2 separate regions of the Mus musculus genome follow, and region 1 is linked to region 2. The links are chromatin contacts, called in public HiChIP or PLAC-seq maps. All regions are on one chromosome and are shown on one strand. Each heading gives the region's core, a stretch centred on a gene start, on an enhancer-like site or on the middle of the called end of the contact. The rest is flanking DNA. Distances are from core to core; before and after follow the strand shown.

The links. HiChIP or PLAC-seq counts read pairs in DNA pulled down with a chosen protein or histone mark.
Region 1: a BATF HiChIP or PLAC-seq map of CD8 T cells shows a contact between it and region 2, with 54 read pairs. The contact joins the promoter of Ccr7 here to the enhancer-like site in region 2. A contact is called at or near these places in 18 of 39 promoter capture datasets (the 3T3-L1 cell line, 3T3-L1-derived adipocytes, the C10 cell line and 12 more), 2 of 15 datasets of contacts at CTCF or cohesin (CD8 T cells and large pre-B cells), 40 of 484 Hi-C or Micro-C datasets (B cells, CD4 T cells, CD8 T cells and 16 more), 8 of 115 datasets of contacts at active chromatin or transcription factors (CD8 T cells, differentiating embryonic stem cells, embryonic stem cells and 2 more) and 3 of 9 other capture datasets (adipose tissue, embryonic stem cells and pancreatic islet).

Annotation. Positions count from the first base shown.
Region 1 is chr11:99,152,129-99,157,858 of GRCm38.p6, reverse strand. It overlaps Ccr7 (chemokine (C-C motif) receptor 7), which reads left to right and starts at 2,782. Exons shown (of 3, transcript NM_007719.2): 1 at 2,782-2,870. The coding sequence starts at 2,861.
Region 2 is chr11:99,102,175-99,108,196 of GRCm38.p6, reverse strand. No RefSeq gene overlaps it. Among named protein-coding and RNA genes, the nearest start is that of Tns4, 16 kb to the right of the region's middle. Within about 2 kb of position 3,021, at least 140 of the 459 cell types and tissues checked have an H3K27ac peak or open chromatin away from gene starts, as enhancers often do. A contact at or near this core is called in CD8 T cells, the G1E-ER4 cell line, the HPC-7 cell line and 10 more, where this site is marked.

The DNA of each region.
Region 1 (5,730 bases), core at 1,533-4,032, 50 kb before region 2:
CTCCCTCTCCCTTCCCCCACCCCCATTCTCTCCTTCCTTCCCTCATGCCTCAACATGAAAGCTCTCGGCTACTGCTCCCATACCTTGTTTGCCTGCCTGCCTCCTGCCATGCCATCATCCACCATGATGGATGTGAACTCATCCTCTGAAACTGTAAGCAAGCCTACAATTAAATGCTTTCTTATATAAGTTACCTTGGTCTTGCCATCTGTTCACAGGAATAAAAAACTAAATACAACAAATTATACATGCCCCCCCCAAAAACCCTTGTAAATGAATATTTATAGCAACAATACTCATGATAACTAAATAGTAGAAACAATCCAAATAGCCAACTAATAGTAGATAAAACAAATGTGGTATATCCACACAATGGAATATTATTCAGCCACAGAAAGGAGTGGAGAGTTGAAACATACTCCATATAGATGAACCTAATTAAAAGAAGATAGATATGAAGGTAACATTGTGTCTATTTATGTGCATTAATCAACAGAAGCAAATCTACAGAAAGAAAGTAGGTCTGCGGCTCAGAGCAGTTATGTGCACAGGTGGAAAGGACATGGGAATCATCGGAAATAATGGCTGAGGAGATCTGACTAAAAATGATTCAAAGTTTACCGTGGCGAATAAACGCCGTGACTATATAAACACCACAGAAATGTCTACTTTAAAAGAGGAAATGTGGGGACGGGAGAGATGGCGCAACAGTTAAGGACACTTGATGCTCTTGCTGAGGATCCAGGCTCAGTTCCCAGCACCCACACATCAGCTCACAAGGCCTGTAACTCCAGTTCCAGAGGATCTGACGCCGTCTTCTGACCTCCACGGGCTGTAGGCACACAGGTGGTACACAGAAAGGCACTCAGGCAAATGCTCATACACATAAAATAAAAATCAATGAATCGTTTTCAAAGGTGAATTTAGATATGAACTATAGCTAACTAGAGCTGTTGTCTTTTAAAAGAAAGGAAGGAAACACAGATGAATTCCTTTCTTTCAACCTTCCATTACCTGTCAGTATAACCTCATGGCCAATTCTCTCCAGAAGCTAGAGGGAAAGTCGTCCGGGAAATGTAGTCCCTGTATGCAGAGCAGAGCAAGGGTATCAAGTGAGTGCCTAAAGGGTTATGTTGTCATGGCAACTGTTTTAACTATTTATTTATCTTATGTATATGAGTACACTGTCACTCTCTTCAGACACACCAGAAGAGGGCATCGGGTCCCATTACAGATGGTTGTGAGCCAACGCGTGGTTGCTGGGGATTGAACTCAGGACCTCTGGAGGAGCAGTCAGTGCTCTTACCCACTGAGCCATCTCTCCAGCCCCCTGTTTTTAACTAGTTAATACAGAAGAAGGGCTAAGTCATTCTGAGCTCTGTGTCGGGTCCTGTCGCTCACTGAATTGTCTACAATCAGTGGCTAGAGATAAAAAAATTTACAGGTGTCTCTCCTGGAAATGGAACATTTAGATATTTGCTCTAGAACTCAATGGCCACCCACAGTCCCCACATGATCTCTATGCTTGTTTTAAACCCACTCCTTGGACTGGGGAGGTGGCTTAGTAGCTAACAGAGAATTGCCCCACAAACACGAGGAACTGAGTCCAAATCCCAGAACCCTCATAAGCAGCTTGGCAGTAGCATGAGCATTCGTCATCCTAGCAGTCCCCCAAGGAGATGGGAAGCAGAGACAAGAGACCACGCACCCAGAAGGCCAGCTCACCTTAGTATAGAATGGGGCACTCAATAAAGACGTGATACCTGCAACAGAATGGAAGTAGGCTGACACCTGACATTGTCTCTGATCTTCACACGTGCAATGGCATAAAATCCCCACATTCACGCATACGATCGCACACATACACGTGTGTACACACACCATACACACCACACAGGCACAACAATTAAAAATGCCAATAAATATATCAATCAGTTTCCCTGTGGGGGAAAATGGGTGTGGTCACAAAGAATAAAAAAAGTAAAATAAAAATAGGCCAGGCATGGTGGCATATGTCTTTAATACCAGCACTCGGGAGGCAGATGCAGGTAGATCTCCATGGGTTCGAGGCTAGCTAGGTCCACAGAACAAGTTCTAGGACAATCATGGCACTGACAAAAATAAAATAAAATAAAATAAAATAAAATAAAATAAAATAAATAAATAAATAAATAAATAAATAAATAAAATCTCTTCTTGGGGAACCAGTTTGGATAATGACTTAGACTTGATGTCCTCTCGGTTAGTAGAGAAAGCCGAGGGGCTCCAGGCACCCTCATATCTAGCATCTAGGTCCTGTGATGTTTAGCTTAAGTACTAAAAATAAACACTCAAACTTTCACTTCGTGGTTGTGTCACTGAAGCCTTGCTGGCCGGACCGTTCAACAGACCTCACCCTGGCTGCGCAGGTGTATGTCGGGGCTGCCTGGCGGCTGCTGGGACAATAGCCACTGATCAAGTTCATACTGAAAGGGAGACTTTTATTCAAAACCAAGAGAAGGATGCAAGTACACCTCTGACTCCCGAGCCTCAGCCTATCTCACCCCACAGCAGCCACCCAGGCGTGCTTGGCACTCACAGATGTAAGCAGCTCCTCCCTGAGTCTCTACAAGGCACTACTACCAGGGGCTTTCTGAAGGCAAACGACTCAGTGATTCAGGATCCTATGACAGCCGAATGTGGTTATCACATACCTTGTGGCCCAGGAAGACTCTGAGGGGTGGGACAGGAGTGGGAGGGGCTCTGGAACAACTTAAAAGGGGCTCTTACCACTTCCTCCCTGCCAGAGAGGGCTAGCTGGAGAGAGACAAGAACCAAAAGCACAGCCTTCCTGTGTGATTTCTACAGCCCCCAGAGCACCATGGACCCAGGTAAGTAAGCTTTCTCTTAAGAGAAGTCAAAACTTCTGACACAAAGCCAGACTCTAGGGCAATGAACATGCATGGGGGATAGGGGTCATGGGGGGGGGGGGGAGTTTCCAGAGCAATCAGGGCAGTTGGTGTGAACTGGTGGCTGCTTTCAGAGAATGCCATCCCGTTGGATGAGGCATTGGAGAGAGGATGTACCTGCTCTTTCAGACCCAGGGGAAGGAACAGCTGTGGATGCCAAGACAGACACAGGCATAAAGTTGGGTCCTCTCAAGCAGCAGGCAATGAACAGCCTGGTAGACTGACCTTGATGCCTGGATAGAACACGTTCTCAGCTGGTAGGGATGGGTGATGTTCTCTGGCACCTCTGGGGACTAAGAAAATTCTCTTTAGAGAGTTCAGGACACCCTGCTCCCACTCTGGGTCCCTCCTTTCTGTCCTGTTAAACCAGGATTTGAATCTCCTTGCTCACGAGAAGAGTGAAACTGATGGAAACTGTGCTGTGCATAGTGCAATACAAATACTAGCTGCCACCTCTGCCTCTTGTTGTCTCTGCCTGTCATCTGTCTGTCTGTCTCTGTCTGTCTTCCTCCCTCCCTTCCTCCCTCCTACACATCCCAGGTTTTGTGCCTCTTGCAGGTTAAAGGGTGAATGACTAACATAAAATTGAGTGGCCCAGGGGGCACTCCACGTAGAGAAACTGTAGCCAGCACAGCACAGCCCCTAAAACAAAGCCCACACACCACAGCCCTCTCTATAACAAGCTATTCTACCAGGCAAGCCTCAGTGTCTACTATAGCAAAGTGCCAAGGGGAGTCCAGCTCCAGACACCCCAGTTACACATCTTAAATCTCGGCTGCAGAGTCAGACTCGGCTGGGGCTGGAGGGGCCAAGTTCCTAGAGTTCCGCTCACCAGCCTCAAAGCCACAAGGGGTTGACTTTAAAAAGTGAAGGTTCCCTGGTGCTGTCCTCACACCCCCTCCAAGCCACACCACAGCCAGCAGCATCTTTATCTGTCTCTCCTGCCCAGCGTGCATTGCACCCTAGATCTAGATCCAGCTGTGGAAGGTATATAGTGGGGTCCACCTCTGCTGGCTATGAACTCATGGGAAGCAGGATTTTGTTCTTACACCTCTGCCTCTCAGATGTTTTGGGTGTAAGTAAAAAGTGTTGATGGGAGGGAGGGAGAGAGGGATGGAGGAATGGATGGATGGATGGATGGATGGATGGATGGATGGATGGATGGATGTGTGGATGGATGGATGGATAGAATCAGCCTCTCTAAGTATATTTTAGAAAGCAAATATCTATTCCAGCTTCTCCTCCCACCTGCCTGCTTTCTAAGCCTACACCTCAGGTATCTACCTCCACCAGCCATAGTCTCAGAGAACCCACACCATCCACCAAAGATCTTCTCCACCTTCCTAAAATGTGGCTCCCAGAATAGGGAAAGGTTCTAAATTTACAGCATTTGCCAATTTCCATGGTGTAAATTTTACCATCCCAATTGACCTTAGTCGGTCCCATTAAAGGTCTAAATGTTTTGACACAAAAAGGAGACAGACACCTGCCTTCCTTGGCACTTGGGACACTATAGAGTCTCTCCTGAACTAGGTTTGGGGATGCTAAATGCATGGCTTTGATACAGGGGGTGGGGCAAACTCTGGTCCTGGAAGAAGAGATAGTCTTGCTTTTTTACTCAACTTAAGAAGCACCCTAATAGCTAACTCTGAAATGCTGGTGTGAGGGGAAACTGCTTAAGAAGTTTTGCTCAAAACAGGCTCCGGCGCCGTTGGAAGGGCGGGTGGGCCACAAACTATCTGTTTTTCACTCTTTGTCTACCTAGTAGGGACAGGAGGTGGGTGAGAAGGCCTAGGTTTCTGTTATACAAAATGAGAAACTACAAACCAGGGCTGAGCTGGCCTCTTTCATGATTTGAATGAGCAGCCCTGATATACCCTTCCTAACTTCAAGACATGGGACCACAGATCTCAGCACAACATCTCAAAATCAGAGAAGGGGAGGGGGTGACAAATGAACCCATAAGAGACTTGTGTCTCACAGCTCAGCTGTAGATGGCAGTAGAAGAGAATTCAGGGTCATTCTCTTGTGGCCCTCCAGAAACCTGGCTGTGGAGAACACTGGAGCCCAGAGTAGCTAGGAAAAAACGCTCCTCTGTGTGGTATTGTCTTCCAGTCATGTGTCACTCATTGAGAACTTCTTGAATACAGAGTCTGGTGGGGAACGTAACATGTATGTCAACACGCAACACCAACAGTGAGAGACACAGCACTCCTGAGGGGGCATAAGGACAAGATTCAAAAGCAAAAAGCAAGGCTGTGAACACGTGTCCAGAAAGCATGGCAATTGTATTTTGAAGGGTGTGTAGAAGTTGTCAAACCTAATAAAGAAGGGCCAGGTTGTAGCCAGATCTTCAGACTCTACAGCCTTAAGCCAACAAAGTAAATGAGGCATCCGAGTGTCAGGAACGTGACTGGCACACAAGCCTGAGGAACCTGAGCTTGTAGCCTCAGAGTTTAAAAGCTGGCTGTAGCAAGGTACACACGTAATACCTAAGCCTGCTTAGGGAGGCAGGAATAATAAGACTTGCTGGCCAACCAGTCTTCAGAATTGGCAAACTCCAGGTTCCATGAGAGACACTGATGTCAGCCTCTGACCTCTGTATGTGTGCACACCCATACATATATGAGCACACACCTTGAGCTCATAGTCAGTCAGCTCTGGTGAAGGCAATAGAGCAACAAGGAAGGGGGAATGGTGTCAGCTGATGGGAGTCAGGGAAATAGATGTGCCAAGAAACAAGCTAGACTGGGGTGGCCCTTACAGCGCTGTGTGACAGCAC
Region 2 (6,022 bases), core at 1,772-4,271:
TAAGGAAACAGGGGCTGGTGAGATGGCTTAGTTGGTAAGAGTACCCGACTGCTCTTCAGAAGGTCCAGAGTTCAAATCCTAGCAACCACATGGTGGCTCACAACCATCTGTAACGAGATCTGATGCCCTCTTCTGGAGTGTCTGAAGACAGCTACAGTGTACTTTACATATAATAAATAAATAAATCTTGAAAAAAAAAAAACAAGTAAGGAAACAGAGGCCCAAAGAACCCCCCCCACCATGCAAGTCAAGGTCAGGCTTTTGGCCTTCTGTCACATCTCACAGCCAGTCCAGCTACAAGGAAGTGAGACAACCTATCCAAAAAATGGTGCCTCAGAGATACCAAGGGACTCAGGTCTCTGGATTTTAGTACCCTGGGCTAGACCCAAGAGAACATCTGTTAGCTGTGTTCCTGGGGGAGGTTAAGTTTCTCCCCACCTTCCCCCCTGAGACCACATCCATGGGTCACTACTCCATTCTGTTATCTGAGCCTTATGATCTTTCTATTGTAACCCGGGTGGCTCTGCCCAGTCCGATTTGAAAGCTAGTTTTCCTTAGTCCTTCTAGAGGAGAGTTTGGAGTTGCTGCCATACCCTCTGAACTTCCTCGTGTGCGCCGCTGGGTCACCATGGTCAGTTTGCTTATCTAGACTTAGGAGCCCATGGCTCCTGATGTCCCCAGCAGTCAGGAATTGTGTGTGCTCATTTCTCTTGGGCATCTTTAAACATGGTCCAGGGTGAATGGGTAGACAGCAAAATGTTGTAAATCAGGAAGGGAGAGAATGGCGTCCCCTGAGTGGGCAGCTCAGGCCACTGAGAACCATCCTGGACTGTGTCACTCGAGCAGGTAACCCTGGGGATAAACGATGGGGCCGATTCAGACCTATGCCACCCTGCCACACACCCTCCCCACCTCATACATACCCCATTCTACACGCCCACACCCACACCCCCAATCCCTGCTTCAACCTGCTAGCTGGTCACTGGAAACTCTCCTCCCTCTGACTTGCAATCTAAATGTTACTTCTTACCCTCCCCTAAGGTCTGCTGAGCAGTCCTTAAAGCACATCTCTGAAGCTGGGTGGGGAGCCAGATGCCAGAGAACAGGACAAAATCAGCCCTCTACCCCCAGGGCAGACAGGAAAGGAACCAACAGCTGGAGACCAGACTCTCTGGGTCCCTAGCAACCCTGTTAACACTGACCCCAAGCACAGACAGTCACAGCAGGGAGTGGTGGGCCTGGGCTTCCTGGGTGACACCCTCACACCCCCGTGGGCTCTAATGAGAAAGCACTCTTCTATACTGAATGTTGTCCTGGCCCCCACAGCTAAGCCCTTCAAAGTCACAGACAGCCATCAGTGTGTCAGGGGCATTCAGTGGGGCAGGGGTTGGAGGTCCTACATCCCACCCACAACATACATCATTTATAGGTTACTGACACCAAGGCCTCCACACTCCTGCTGGGCTCCTAGCAGATTCAGGCCCAAAGCCAAGAAGCTTCTGTAACCCTGGAGAGCTTCCACCCGGAAGGGGAGACTCAGACCTTACTCTGGGGTTGGAGCTTAGGGGGTGCGGCGGCTGTTAGGTTTATGCTCCCACAACCTCAGGGTTCCTCTATCCACCCCTCCTCCAGGGAAGGGTGCGGGCCTGTGTGGGAAGGGTGGAGGCTCCGTGAGTAATCAGGTTACAGAGGAATGAACTTGCAAGAACCTGAGTCAGAGGCAGGAAGAGGAGACCAGGTCTGGACGCCCCTCTCACTGGCCCCATCGACCCCTCCAGGAGCAACCCTCAGCTCAGGACTGCCTGAGGCTTTAAAAGGAATGGGTCTTTGCTAGGACGTGGGGGAGCATGCCCTAGGAGTTACAAAGATCCTTAGCATCAAAAATGCTGTAAACACAAGTGGTGGGGGAGACCTTGATGGAGGCTTTCCCAGGGTCCCAGTTTGTACAGCTGCATGTGTCTTCTGCACGTGTTACCTGAACATACCTCGGGACTTTGCCCTTTCAGCCTGTCTGGCTCACCCAGTGGGAGGCAAAGTCCAGCGAAGCTCTCCGGCTCCCTAGGGCAGACACCTGAGGGTGCCCACTGACAACATGATCTCCAGACAAAAATCATGTGCCTAGAACTCCTCCTCCATCACCACCATCCTGCCTCTGCTGCCTCTGAGCAGCTACAACCTTGGATCTCCCTCTTCATTTGACCCTTTGCCCTGTTGTCTGGTAGCCACGCAGGGCCTTTCAAAACACAGGGTCACATCAATGCCTATTCAGATGTTCTGTGGCTTCTCACTGATCTAGGGATAAAGCCAAGTGTCTAGCCTGGTGCTCAAGGGCTAGCCCTAGGCTACCTCCTTAGCCTCATTTCACCATTTGTGATGTAGGTTACACTAAGTGTTCGTTCAGCCCTTAAGAGGCTACCACTTCTCCTACCTACCCCAGGACCTTTGCACGTGCAGTTGCTACCACCTGCACGCTCCTCCATATCCCTCTTTGCAGAGCTAACACCTACTGTCTTCGGGGTTTCTTGTTTGTTGGTTGGTCTGTTTTTGTTAGTCTGGGGGACTCCTCCCTGATATTCCAAAGTCTGAAATGTAACTTTCTCTCCAAGCTCCAAGCTCCATCACAGTCTGAGATTATACACATTCCTGGTTGTTCTGTCTCCATCAAACCTCTATCCCTAACACCCTCCTGCAGGATGTGGATCAAGACCCAGCCCCAGTCCTGACCTCTGCCTGCAGGAGGCTTAGAGCCAGACCCAGGAAGGCCTTGCACCTTTAATCTAGTTAATCATCTCTCTTGTCCCAGAGACACTGAGAGGAAGAGCTAGAGGTGTGGGGGCACAGGGGGGGGAGTGCTGGGAGGGGGGCTGCCTAGAAGGAGTCACCTAGAAAGAGAAAGCCAAGGATCATTTGCTGGAGAGAGAGATAAGATGGTCAGAAAACAGGAAATGGTAAGCTAGAGCTGTTGGCTGGGGCGGGACAGTTGAGAATCAGGGCTTCAGATCAAAGCCACAGGAAATGGTGGTTTTCTCAGAAACGGAAGAACCTGATCAAAGCCACACTTTCCCGTCTGGGTGGGGTAGGCAATTCATTCACCAATGATTCTCTTAATCATTGGTATTTGAAAATATGAGAGAGCTGTTAAACAAGCATTGATTGAGCAGGTCTGGGTGCCGGGCACTGTGTTATGCCCGGAGGGCACAGCAGTTGTGTAAAGAGGATCATCCTCTATGCCTCTGACTTCACAAGCATCAGTGTCTCAACAGGCTTCAAGCCACCATCTGCAGCCCTGGCCATGAGTGACTGCCAGCCTTTGTACCCAGCACAGAAGCCAACAAAGCAGCGGCTCTCAACCTGTGGGTTGCACAGGGGTCGAGCATCAGACATCCTGCATATCAGATATTTACCTTATGATTCATAACAGCAAAGTTACACTTATGAAGTAACAACGGAATCATTTTATGCTTGGGGGGTGGGGTGTGTGTCACCACAACATGAGGATCAGCATTGGGAAGGCTGAGAACCACTGAGCTTCGGAGGTGGCTCAGGAGTTAAGACTATGTCCTGCTCTTAGGAAGGACCTGAGTTTGGTTCCCAGCACTCACTACTACTGTATCTCCACTCCAAGAGATAATGATGCTCTCTCTCTAGCCCTCCACAGGCATCCGCACTTAAATGTGTACAACCCAGCACACACGCGCAAACACACACACAAACACAGACACACAGGCACACACACACACACACAAACACAGACATACACGCACACAATTTAGAATAAGCTTTTTTCAATTTTCTTAATTTTTTTTATGTGTGTATATGTATTTCCCCTGCATATACGTCAGTGTGTCACATAGGTGCTGATGCCCTTGGAGGACAGCAGACGACATCAGATCCCCTAAGGCTGGAGTCATAGATGGTTGTAAGTCACCATGCCGGTGCTGGAGATCAAACTCAGGTCCTCTAGAAGGGCAGCTAGCTAGTGCTCTTAACCGCTGAGCCAAGTCTCTGGCCCTGTGACATTTTTAAAGCTACTATTTCTCAAACACTTTACCCATCACTCCCCCAGCTCCGATACAGCCAAGAAAAATGTTCCCAAACACGGGCAGGCATGGTAGTGTATACTTTTGTTTGTTTGTTTGTTTGTTTTGTTTTGTTTTTCGAGACAGGGTTTCTCTGTGTAGCCCTGGCTGTCCTGGAACTCACTTTGTAGACCAGGCTGGCCTCGAACTCAGAAATCCGCCTGCCTCTGCCTCCCAAGTGCTGGGATTAAAGGCGTGCGCCACCACGTCCAGCTGTGGTGTATACTTTTAATCCAACACTCGTGAGGCCAAGGCAGGCGGATCTCTATGGTCTACAGAGACGAAGTTCTGGTCCGGCTAGGGCTACACAGAGAAACCCTGATTTGGAAAACAAAACAAACAACAATTCCCAAAACACACATCTTGTTGTGTCCTGCCCAGCTTGAAATCCCTCAGGCCTCTCCACTCCTCTGAGCGTTAAGTCCGTGCTTCATGAACACTGGGGTGGATATGCACTCTGCCAGCATGACTTAGGACAAATGGCTTTCTTTCTAAGACTGAGTGCTTTCCTTTATTAGTAGACGTCTTAATCCCAGGTCCATTTCATTTCAACCTCAGTATGACTCCGGCTGGGGATCACAGTGTGCCCCATAATCCAGCTAATTGACAGGTGGGTGGAGAATTGAAGATTCAAAGCCAGTGTAGACAACTTAGCAAGATCCATCTTTTTTTAAAAAAAAATCATTTTTGTAAAGGCCTAAGGCTGTTGCTAAGTGCTTCTCTGGCTCAGCCTGTGGAGCCTGGAGACTGGCAAATCCTATCCCACCCCACTCCTGACCCCCGTATCCCCAGTTGTGGTTCTTCTCTTCTGTCCAAGGTCAAGTTCCTCAAATGGGTCTGTCAGAGACCCGGATTGGCCAGGAGAGTGTGGTCAGTCACAGAGGTGACCACCTAAGATCCCATGACCAGAGTGGCAGGGCTTAGATCAACGCCAAGGTCCGTGGACACTGAAATCCAAATGCCCTTGTCACAAAACAACACATGGGTCCATTCGCTGTCCAGCCACATCCTCCTGTTGTCCCCAGGTGACCTGCTTACATGCCTGTGGTTTGGGGTTTGTTGGAGTTGGTAGCAGTGACTGGAGCCTTGGCACTCTCCCACTGGTGAGTGGGGAGGGAGGGGGGGGGTCTGGGGACAAATTCTCCTTCAAATAAAATGCCAATGGTTTCCTCAGTTGAGGCGTCTGCAGAGTGGAGAACAAACAGTGTGAGATTAAGTTTCTCTGAAATAAGTGAACTCCTCGGGTGAAGGTCTAAGCTGCTCTTGGGGCCTTCTGCCTTCCTTGGCGCCAAGCCGGACTCCCTTCTACCTTCCAGACACAGCAATGAGGCAACCCCAACTCCCAAGGCCATGTCCTCTTCCCCCTGACACCCACTGTGACCTCAAAACTGTCACAAGAGGTTGTGTCTTTTCCTGAAATCAACTGCAACACCCTGACCAGAGAGAACTGGGAAATAGACCCTGGAACCTCCCGGGACAGGTCTACACCAGTCTTGTCTAGTAGCTAGGCAGGATTCAGGGTCAGGTTGCAGAGATCAGGAGACATTGTGAGACAGGCTGTTTCCTGGGGTCCCCAGGTTTCAGTGGCATATTCTACTGGGACAGGTACCAAAATGAACAGAGCAGAAAGGGACAAAGAGGTAGAGTTTAGAGCTAACTGGCTTCTCCTCACACACACCCCTCACCCCCTTGCAGCCCAGCACCATCTAAGATGCTACTGGGACCTAGCTATATTGTCCTTGGTCACTCAGTCACAATGCAGGAGTCACGCTAGGAGAACAGTTCTAGACAGAAAAAGCCACAGGTTGTAGATTCCATTTATAATCAATATCCAGAATAGGTAAAGCCACAAAGACAGGCACGGATTGGTGGTTGCCTAGACCTGGGGTAGAGGGAGAGAACTGGCTGTTTAATGGAGATAGAGCATTTGGAGTGGGAAAAAA